Linked DNA regions of Pan troglodytes: region 2 is linked to region 1. Evidence: chromatin contacts called from public HiChIP or PLAC-seq data. All regions are on one chromosome and are shown on one strand. The core of a region is the stretch at or near the end of the contact, and the rest is flanking DNA. Distances in the headings are between cores, read along the strand shown.

Region 1 (4,600 bases), core at 883-3,382:
GCACAGGCCACCACACCCGGCTAATTTTTGTTATTTTTGGAAGACAAGGGGTTTCGCTATGTTGCCCAGGCTGGTCTCGAACTCCTGAGCTCAAGTGATCCTCCCGCCTTGGCCTTGAAAAGTGCTTGAATTACAGGCCTAAGCCATCATGCTGGCCCAGAGTAGCTTTCAATAAACTCTCTACACACTGTACATTGCAACTTGTCTTGAATTCCTTCCTGTGTGAGATCCAAGAACCCTCTTGGGGGCTGATGAGGACCTCTTTTCCGGGTAATATAAAGCCAGAACTTAACTTCCAATTTTGGAGGACTGAATCCTTCTCTCTAGAGTCTGTGTTTTTCCTGTTTGGGCCATTGCTATCTTTCTGCTTGAATAAACTCTTCCAACTGAAATCTGAACCTTTCGATTATTTCGGAGTGACAAGTCCAAATAAGGCAACTGCATCTCTGCAACCAATCAGGCATTTATCTCATTTGTCTCCTCATGTACCTTATAAAAGCCCAGTCTTCAACCTGCAAACTTAAAAACATACCTTGCGGCCAGGCGAGGTGGCTCACATCTGTAATCCCCGCACTCTGGGAGGCCTTGGCAGGTGGATCACTTGAGGTCAGGAGTTTGAGAACAGCCTGGCCAACATGGTGAAGCCCGATCTTTACTAAAAATACAAAAATTAGCCAGGCATGGTGATGCATGTCTGTAATCCCAGCTACTCAGGAAGCTGAGGCAGGAGAATTGCTTCAACCCAGAAGGCAAAGGCTGCTGTGAGCTGAGATCCAGCCATTGCACTCCAGCCTGGGCGACAGAAGGAGACTCTGTCTCAAACAAAAACAAAAACAAACAAAGTACCTTCCCAGGTAAGTGAAGTGACTGGCTCTTGGCTAAGGGAACCCCCAAAAAACCCTGAAAATTGAGTGCCTCTGTATGACAGGATGGGAGGTGAGACAGGTCTCCTTATACCCTCTCCCTTTAGGAGTTTACATGCAGCAACTGACGCACATTCATGTAAAAACAGACATTATCTAACTGGAAAAACAGACTCCTTGTGGCAAGAAGATACCAAATTACAAACAAGACCTAAGGCCACGCCAGGTAAGGGTAAGTCATGCCTTGGAATTCATAAAATCTAGAGAAACAGGACTGTTTTTTGGCTGGGATGGAATCAAGTGGCAGATAACAGACCCCCTTCCTTCAGCATTCCTTCCTACCTCCTCCAAACTTTAGACAAAGCTTCACACTCTCAACCAGCGGCCACCTACAGAATCCCTCAACCACCTGTGCCTTCTAACCCCCCTTCCACAGGTCCCGCCCTTTCTGCCAATGGAACTTACACCTTCCAGGCACTAATTCATGATTTTCCCTGCAATTCCTGTCTCTCTGAAATGAATAAAACCAAATTGTCTTGAGCCGCCTCGGGACCACTCACTATAGGCTTCTTGGGGTTGTGTTTCCCTTGCCAAGGTCTCTCCTATTTGGCTACGAATAAACTTTATTTTACATTGTTTGGCTTTTTCAGTTGACAAACCACAAGCCAGGACTGGGTGGTTCTCATTACTGAATTGCTGTTTGCTCAAATGAACTCTTTAATTGTTAATGTACTTCAGCTTCATTTTTAACAGGAGAAAGTGGGAACTGGGGGCCCCACAGACCACTGCTCCTCCCACGCACGAACCCTACACACGAGTCGGGATTTCCCCCATGACCCTCCCGTGGCTTCCGCACAATCTGGGGAGACGCGGGGCTGCGGGCGCGGAACTGCCCAGAGAGGGCTCAGGGGCGGGGCCGCAGTCACCGCGCAGGGACAGGACAGGACACCCGGGGTCCCGGCTGCCAGCCCAGCCCCGCCCCATCCAGCGGCCGAGGGGACCGAGGGCCGAGCAGCTCCAGGAGGACTCGGTCCCAGACCCTGGAGTCGCCCGCAGGGAAGCCCGGGTCCCGCCGCAGCCGGTTCCGGCCGGTGCCAGGCAGCCTCTACCCCGTCTTGGGACAACCGGCCATGCACACGCACCATTTCCTGGCTTTCAGATGTCCTGGGGTCCTCTCTACAGCTCCTGTGACTACAGCAGGGCACAGCGCAGGAGACAGAGCGATAGACACCCGGGTAGAGGCACCAGGTCCCTCTCGGGGATGGATACAGCGGATATCAACCACCGGCTGCGCAAGGACAAAGGTGAGGACAGGAATGCGACCCACTCTGTGCCTGGATAAACAATGGGCAGGGCCCTGCCCCAGCACCTCTGATTGGATGGAATGCTAGGCCCCGCCCCTCACTTCTGAGTGACAGCGGAAGCCTTGGGTATCAGGCCCGGCAGAGCCAGACTGACTTGACGGATTCTAGCCACAGCTTCTCTAAGGGCGAGGTGCTTCCTGTACTCTGATTATTGGATATTTGCATTTCAGCCAGACTTGCTACAGATATAAGAGAACACTAGCGTCTTCCTCACTCAAGGGATTTTCCCCGCTCCTTCGTTCTGCACGGGGTCACAGGAGTGTGCAGGGAATTTCAGACTCAGTGTCCATAGGAGCCATCTGCTGGCCTCAGAGCAGCAGGGGAACCGAGACCAGGCCAGGCACGACTGCACCAGGAGAGGCACATGTCCTTGAGCGGGCCGGAATTGGGAATGAGGCATGGCCAAGCCTTGCTCACACACCCCCATCCCCTCCTCACAGTGTGAAAATGCTCCCTGCTTCCAGATCTTCATTTTCACCAGCAGGAAACTCTCACCTGGGGTTAATTTAACCTTCTGACCTAAATAAACTGTCAACTTCATGAACCCTTTATCCAGGTGTCGCCCCCAAACAATTCTGTCTCTAGCCTGATATTCACACATTCTCTTTATATATACAAACAACTCTGCCTCCAGCGACCCCATGCGTGTCAAACCCCAAACCCTGCCCAGAAGACAGTCCCAGGCTCCAGAGGTACAACACCATAAAGGACAGAACCCCACAAAGGCGTCTGCACGTCTCTTCTGCTTTCCAGGGCTCTGCAGCTTCTCGGAATCCACACTCCTTCTGGAGCTGATCTGAGCGGCTGGAGGCCACTTGTAGGGGAGGGCGGGCTGCCCGGGAAGACCCCAGGGAATCTCTCGAGAATTTCTCTTCCTTTGCAGGATCCACACTGGCCTCAGCGTGGAGTCACTGGCCTGGGGCTCTGCTGCCCCCTGCAGGTTATTCAGCTACTTCTCACCCGACTGATCAGTTCTATGAGACAAACACCCTCAAACCCCTGCTCTCCTCCTGTTTATGTATAAAATGGGCGAGGAAAATTCTAAGATAACTTAAGTGCATTTAAAAGACTTTCAGATCGCGGTGGAGGTGGCAGCTGAGGGTCCCCTGGTCAGTGACACTGCAGCAACTCCAGGCCTGGCTGGTTGGAGAGAGGGTGGAGAGCTGGAGCTGGATGTGGACAGGTGGAGGGAGCTACCCTGGGAACTGGGCTCTACAGCAGAGCGGATCTAGGGCCCGGAGCCCGGGAGAGCAGAGATGGGGGCTCCCGGGACAGGACGCTTGGGGAGAAGAGAGTCGGGTGGTTTCCATGGGATGGGGGTGCTGTGGCAGCTGGTGTGGGCCTGTGGCTATCATAACTAAGCCCGATTGGGACGTGAAAACTTGGATTCTGTGGGAATTTATGAAGAGGAAGGCTCTGATGACAAAGAAGTCATTGATGAGGAGGGGGGAGAGAGTCACCGGCAAGCTCGCCCCCTTATGGAAAGAAAAGTGAACGCTCAACCACTGCTGCAAAATGGGGTCAAAGGATGAGAGTATCACTGTCAGGGAATAAACTGCTGCATAACTCTGAGAGATTGCAAAAACCTTTCAACAACAGCCTGGGAGGCCGGATACCATGGCTCACGCCTGTAATCCCAATATTTTGGGAGGCCAAAGTGGGAGGAGCACTTGAAGACAGAAGTTGGAGATCACCCTGAGCAGTGAAGTGAGACACTCCCAACTCCATACATCTTTGTTTAGAATTAGCCTGGAGAGGTGGCGTGTACCTATAGTCTCAGCTAGTCAGGAGGCTGAGGCAGGAGGATCACTTGAGCCTCAAAGTTTGAGGCTGCTGTGAGCTATGATCAGGCTACTGCACTTCAGCAAGACACTGTCTCAAAACACACACACACACACACACACACACACACACACACACTCTCTCTCTCTCTCTCTCTCTCACCAAACTACCTGGGGAAACCCTGACCCCCTTGGATGGTCTAATTGTAAAACATAACAGGTGGTGATATTTCCTCATGGACTGGATCATTCCGCCACATAAGAGGCTTGGCCTACTGAGGATTTACCAGGCGGGATGACCTCCTTGCAGTCAATGGAAAAAGCCCCTGGTGAAACCACCCCTTTAAACTTTATCAAATTCATCAGGGAGGATGGGAGGAGGAAAACTTAAACCAAGCTGGCAGCACCTTCAGCATTAATCATTAAGTCAGCTTGTTCTCTGACCTTCCTCATATTTGTTTCATACCTAGTGTCCTAGAATCCCACAGACCCTAAATGATAGTTCCGGTTAACTGCTCTATAGATACCAACTTGAACATTAGATGTTCTCCCTTTGAAATATATCTGTTTCAGGGCTGGGTGCATTGGTCCA
Region 2 (4,600 bases), core at 1,339-3,838, 600 kb before region 1:
GTATTTTTAGTAGAGACGGGGGTTTCACCACGTTGGCCAGGAGGGTCTCGATCTCTTGACCTCATGATCCGCCCACCTCAGCCTCCTGAAGTGCTGGGATTATAGGCATGAGCCACCGCGTCCGGCCTTTTTATTTATTTTTCATAGAGATGGGGTCTCGACATCTTTCCCAGGCTGGTCTTGAATTCCTGGGCTCGAGCAATCCTCCCTCCGCAGCCTCCCAAAGTGCTGGGATTACAGGCGTGAACCACTGCATCCAACCCCTGTCCAGATAATTTTTGGCTTCTGTGTAGAATTCCTTTCCCCAGCATACAGGACAGGGCACTCTTTGGAGTGAAAGTCTTATGACCCACGATCACATTAGAGTTCTGCAGTGGACAGGTGAATGGGGGCAGGAGAAGGTCAGAGAGAGAGAGTTTCTGTTTACTGTAATAAGGACTATGGGAGTTATGAGTCAGGAACCATGGATGGAAACCAATGTATAAATCATAATAGCATAGCTGATATCTTTGTTTTCTCAAAGGAATCATTACTTGCCAGTTTTAAAATCCATATAAAGTATTTTAGAATTTTTTGTCTTCCAGCTTATACATAACCACAGAAGGAAAGCAGGAACTCTGCTAGTTTCTTAAAAACAAACAAACAAACAAACAAACAAACAGCAAAGGGGATTGAAGGTCTTTTTTCTTACCTAAGTGGATCAGTGTTGGTGAGAAGCAAGTGAATAAACTGCAGTGGGCAGGAGAGCCTGAGACCAGTCTGGAGCCTGCAAAGAGAGGGAAAGGGTGCTTCTTGGGCAGCCTGCCCTCCCTTGCAGGTGGCCTCCAGCTGCTCAAAAGTGCAGATTCTTTTTTTAATTTTAATTTTATTTTTTACTTTTATTATTTTTTTGAGACAGAGTCTCACTGTTTTGGCACCCAGGCTGGAGTGCAGTGGCGCAGTCTGGGCTTACTGCAACCTCTGCCTCCCGGGTTCAAGCGGTTCTCCTGCCTCAGCCTCCCGAGTGGCTGGGATTACAGGCATGCGCCACCACACCCGCCTAATTTTTGTATTTTTACTATAGACGAGGTTTCACCATTTGGCCAGTCTGGTCTTGAACTCCTGACCTCAGGTGATCCGCCCACCTGGGCCTCTCAAAGTGCTGGTGTGAGCCACCGTGCCTGGCCAGGAATGTGGATTCTGAGAAGCTGCAGAGCTGTGAAAAGCAGGAGATCCAAGTGCAGATGTGGTTGGGTTGGGGGTGGAGGGTTCTGTCTTTTCTGAGGTTGTACCTTTGGCGCCTGGGGCCATTTCCTGGACAGTGTTTTGGTTTTAGCATTCATGGGGTCGCTGAGGTCAGGCTGTAATTTGTATACATGAAGAAAATCTGTGAAGGTCAGGCTCAGTGAAAAACTTGTTTGCATTGTCCCCTGGAGAAAAGGTTTGGGAACATGACAGTTTATTTAGGTCATGACTTTACATTGACTTCGGGTGAGAGTTTCCTGCTGGTACAAATGAAGGTTTTGAAGGAAAGAGTGTTTCCACACTGTGAGGAGAGGACTGGAGGGCACCTTGAGCTCCCAAAGTTGAATTCTTAAGTGTCCCTGTCTCATCACCAGGTTCTGATCCACACTGGGGTTCCATTTCAGCAGTTAGAGTCTGGGTCCCAAGCTTGGGATTATTTTATTTTATATTTCATTTCTTCATTTCATTATTTCATTTCATTTCATATTTCATTTTTTAGTCTCGCTCTGTCGCCCAGGCTGGAGTGCAATGGCGCTATCTCGGCTCACTGCAACCTCCCCCTCCCGGGTTCAAGCGATTCTCGTACCTCAGCTTCCCGAGTTGCTGGGATTACAGGCACCTGCCACCACGCCTGGCTAATTTTTGTATTTTTAGTACAGATGGGGTTTCACCATGCTGGTTAGGCTGGTCTTGAACTCCTGACCTTAAGCAATTTTCTCACCTTGGCCTTCCAAAGTGCTGGGATTACAGGCGTGAGCCACCGCGCCCGGCGCTTGGGAATATTTTTAACGTTATGATTGTGGGTTTTCCTTGTGAACTGCGGGTGAAGCAGGCTGCTTGTCTGAGCTAGTTCAAATGTTTGCTTACTTCTCTTGGTTTCTTTATAGATGATCGCTGTCACAAAAACTCCAGTTTTTCCTATACATTTAATACTTTTATTTCTTTGTCCGTTTTAATTTTCTTGCCTGAAAGAAGCAAGCCCTCCTCCCTCCTGTTACACTGTGGTCTGGCCTGGCCTGGGCGCGCCTCCTACTCCGAGGCCAGGGGATGGCTCCACTGGACGCCGAGTCTGTCATTCCCTATGCACACTTGTGACTCTGTGTCCGGGAGGAAAAGGCAGGAAGGGCACCCTGAGTGCAGAAACACGCCAGTGTCACCTCTGCAGAGCCTGAAACACTTTCTGCTTAAATGCAAATAACCTCCCCGGCACAGAAGGTTACAGAGGGAGGAAGCCCAGCCCGCGAAGGGCAGTGGCCAAGACCCTGTCAATCTGTCTTTACTCAGCCACATACCGCATTGCTTCTCCTGTCACTCAGTACCAAGGGGGCAGGACTTGAATCATCACCCAATCAGGGGCACTAGGGCGGGGACCTGCAAACCATCCAATCAGGAACTCTGCAAGGGGGACGGGGGGCAACGTTCAACAACTCCGCGGGGTCTTCCTGTTTCGTGTCCACTGCGTTTGGGTTCCGGTCTCCGCTTCTCCAGTGGCCCCGGTGGCTCCACCGCAGCGTCTGGCTCGCTGGGACCTGCACAGGCCGGAGAGAGCCGTAGGCAGGACCCTGGGACACCCTGGAAGCCAGGAAATGGTGCGTGTGCGGGGCCGGGCGCCTGGAGACTGGGGGAGGGGCTTGTGGGAACCGGCCGGAACCGGCTGTGGAAGCACCCTGGCCTCCCTGCAGCGACTCCAGGGTCTGGGACCCGAGTTCCCTGGCGCAGCTCGGCCCTCTGTCCCCTCGGCCGCAGGGTGGGTTGGGCCGTAGCCAGTACCTCGGGCGTCCTGTCCCGTCCCTGCGCGGCGACTGCGGCCCCGGCCTCGGAGCCCTCTCTGGGCAGCTCCGCGCCCGCAGCCCCGCCTCTCTCCGGATTGTTTGTGCTGGGACACGGGAGGGTCATAAGGCGGAATCCCGTCTCGGGTGTGCGGTTCGTGCATGGGAAGAGCTGTGGGCTGTGGCCTTCCCAGTACATCCTCTTTTTTTCCGGGGGAATGGTCTTCCTCCGAGTCTTCCAAACGTACTGGAAAAAGAATCTCAAACCTACGACTCCCGTTTTTTTTTAGCCTAGCTTTTTCTGGGGCTGGGAATAAATGCCTAAATTTCCGGTTCCTTCCCCGCATTCCCAAAGGTGACCTCCCCTCGCCAAATCAACATTATCAGCTGTTTTTTGTTTGACATTTAAGACACAGTATTTTAGTTGTTTATAGTTTCTTTCACCATACTCTTTTGAAAGGATTTGTTTTCTGTTTGTTGTTTTTTTTTTCTTTTCAGACAGAGTTTCGCTCTGTCGCCCAGGCTGGAGTGCAGTGGGAAGATCTCAGCTCACTGCAACCTTCGCCTTCCAGGTTCAAGCAATTCTCCTGCCTCAGCCTCCCGAGTAACTGGGATTACAGGCATGCGCCACCACGACCGGCTACTTTTTGTACTTTTGGTAGAGACTGGGTTTCTCCATGTTGCCCAGGTTGGTCTCAAACTCCAGACCTCAGGTGATCCGCTCACCTCCGCCTCCCAAAATGCTGGGATTACAGACGTGAGCCACCGCGCCCGGCCTCTTGTTTGTGTACTTGTAACCTGAGAGGGAAACAGAAAATAAGAACCTAACACTCTACGGTAAAAAAAAGAATTTTTTTTTTTTTTTTGAGACAGAGTTTCGCTCTTATTGCCCAGGCTGGAGTGCAATGGCGCGATCTCAGCTCACTGCAACCTCCACCTCCTGGGTTCAAGCGATTCTCCTGCCTCAGCCTCCCGGGTAACTGGGATTACAGGCATGCGCCACCATGCCCGGCTAATTTTGTATTTTTAGTAGAGACAGGGTTTCTCCATGTTGGCCAGGCTGGTCTCGAAGTCCCGACCTCAGGTGATCCGCCTGCCTCGGCCTCCCAAAGTGCTGGGATTACAGGCGTGAGCCACCGCGCCCGGCCGTGGTAAAAAATTTTTGTGCTTCCCCTCCTTTTATCTTTCCTAAGCCCCAACGCCTAATCAAAATGTCTTTGGGTGGAGCTTCCCCTTTGGAAACTTTACAAGGTGATGTGGCCCTCTATCTTTTCCTGGTCCTGATTTTCAGAACTGCCTGGGCCTGACCCAGGATACCCACAGCTGCCACTTCTCTTGGAGGATCTAGTGATTATCAACCCCTGGGTCACTCCTCCCAGAGGACAGCTTAAGGTGTAGGGGTGGGGCCTCTCACGGGAGCAGCTGCATGCCCTGAGGTGGGAGGAGTCTCCCGGTATCCCCTTCCTCTGAAAAGTTTACCCTTTGGGACGCTCAGCTTTTCTTCCTCAACCCCAGTTTCCGTTCCTTAGGGACACATTGATGGTTACCCAATCTTAGGCTGTTACTGAGAGGAAAAGACACAAATGATTCCTGACCTCTGGATTGTT

The links. HiChIP or PLAC-seq counts read pairs in DNA pulled down with a chosen protein or histone mark.
Region 2: an H3K4me3 HiChIP or PLAC-seq map of stem cell-derived excitatory neurons shows a contact between it and region 1, with 7 times the contacts expected there. The contact joins the promoter of ZNF564 here to the promoter of LOC468730 in region 1. A contact is called at or near these places in 1 of 7 Hi-C or Micro-C datasets (stem cell-derived neural progenitor cells) and 1 of 1 datasets of contacts at active chromatin or transcription factors (stem cell-derived excitatory neurons).

The regions. Positions count from the first base shown.
Region 1 is chr20:14,649,823-14,654,422 of NHGRI_mPanTro3-v2.0_pri, reverse strand. LOC468730 (zinc finger protein 763-like) reads right to left here and starts at 2,132. Exons shown (of 5, transcript XM_016935132.4): 1 at 2,006-2,132. The coding sequence starts at 2,008.
Region 2 is chr20:15,245,670-15,250,269 of NHGRI_mPanTro3-v2.0_pri, reverse strand. ZNF564 (zinc finger protein 564) reads left to right here and starts at 2,588. Exons shown (of 4, transcript XM_512406.7): 1 at 2,588-2,813. The coding sequence starts at 2,811.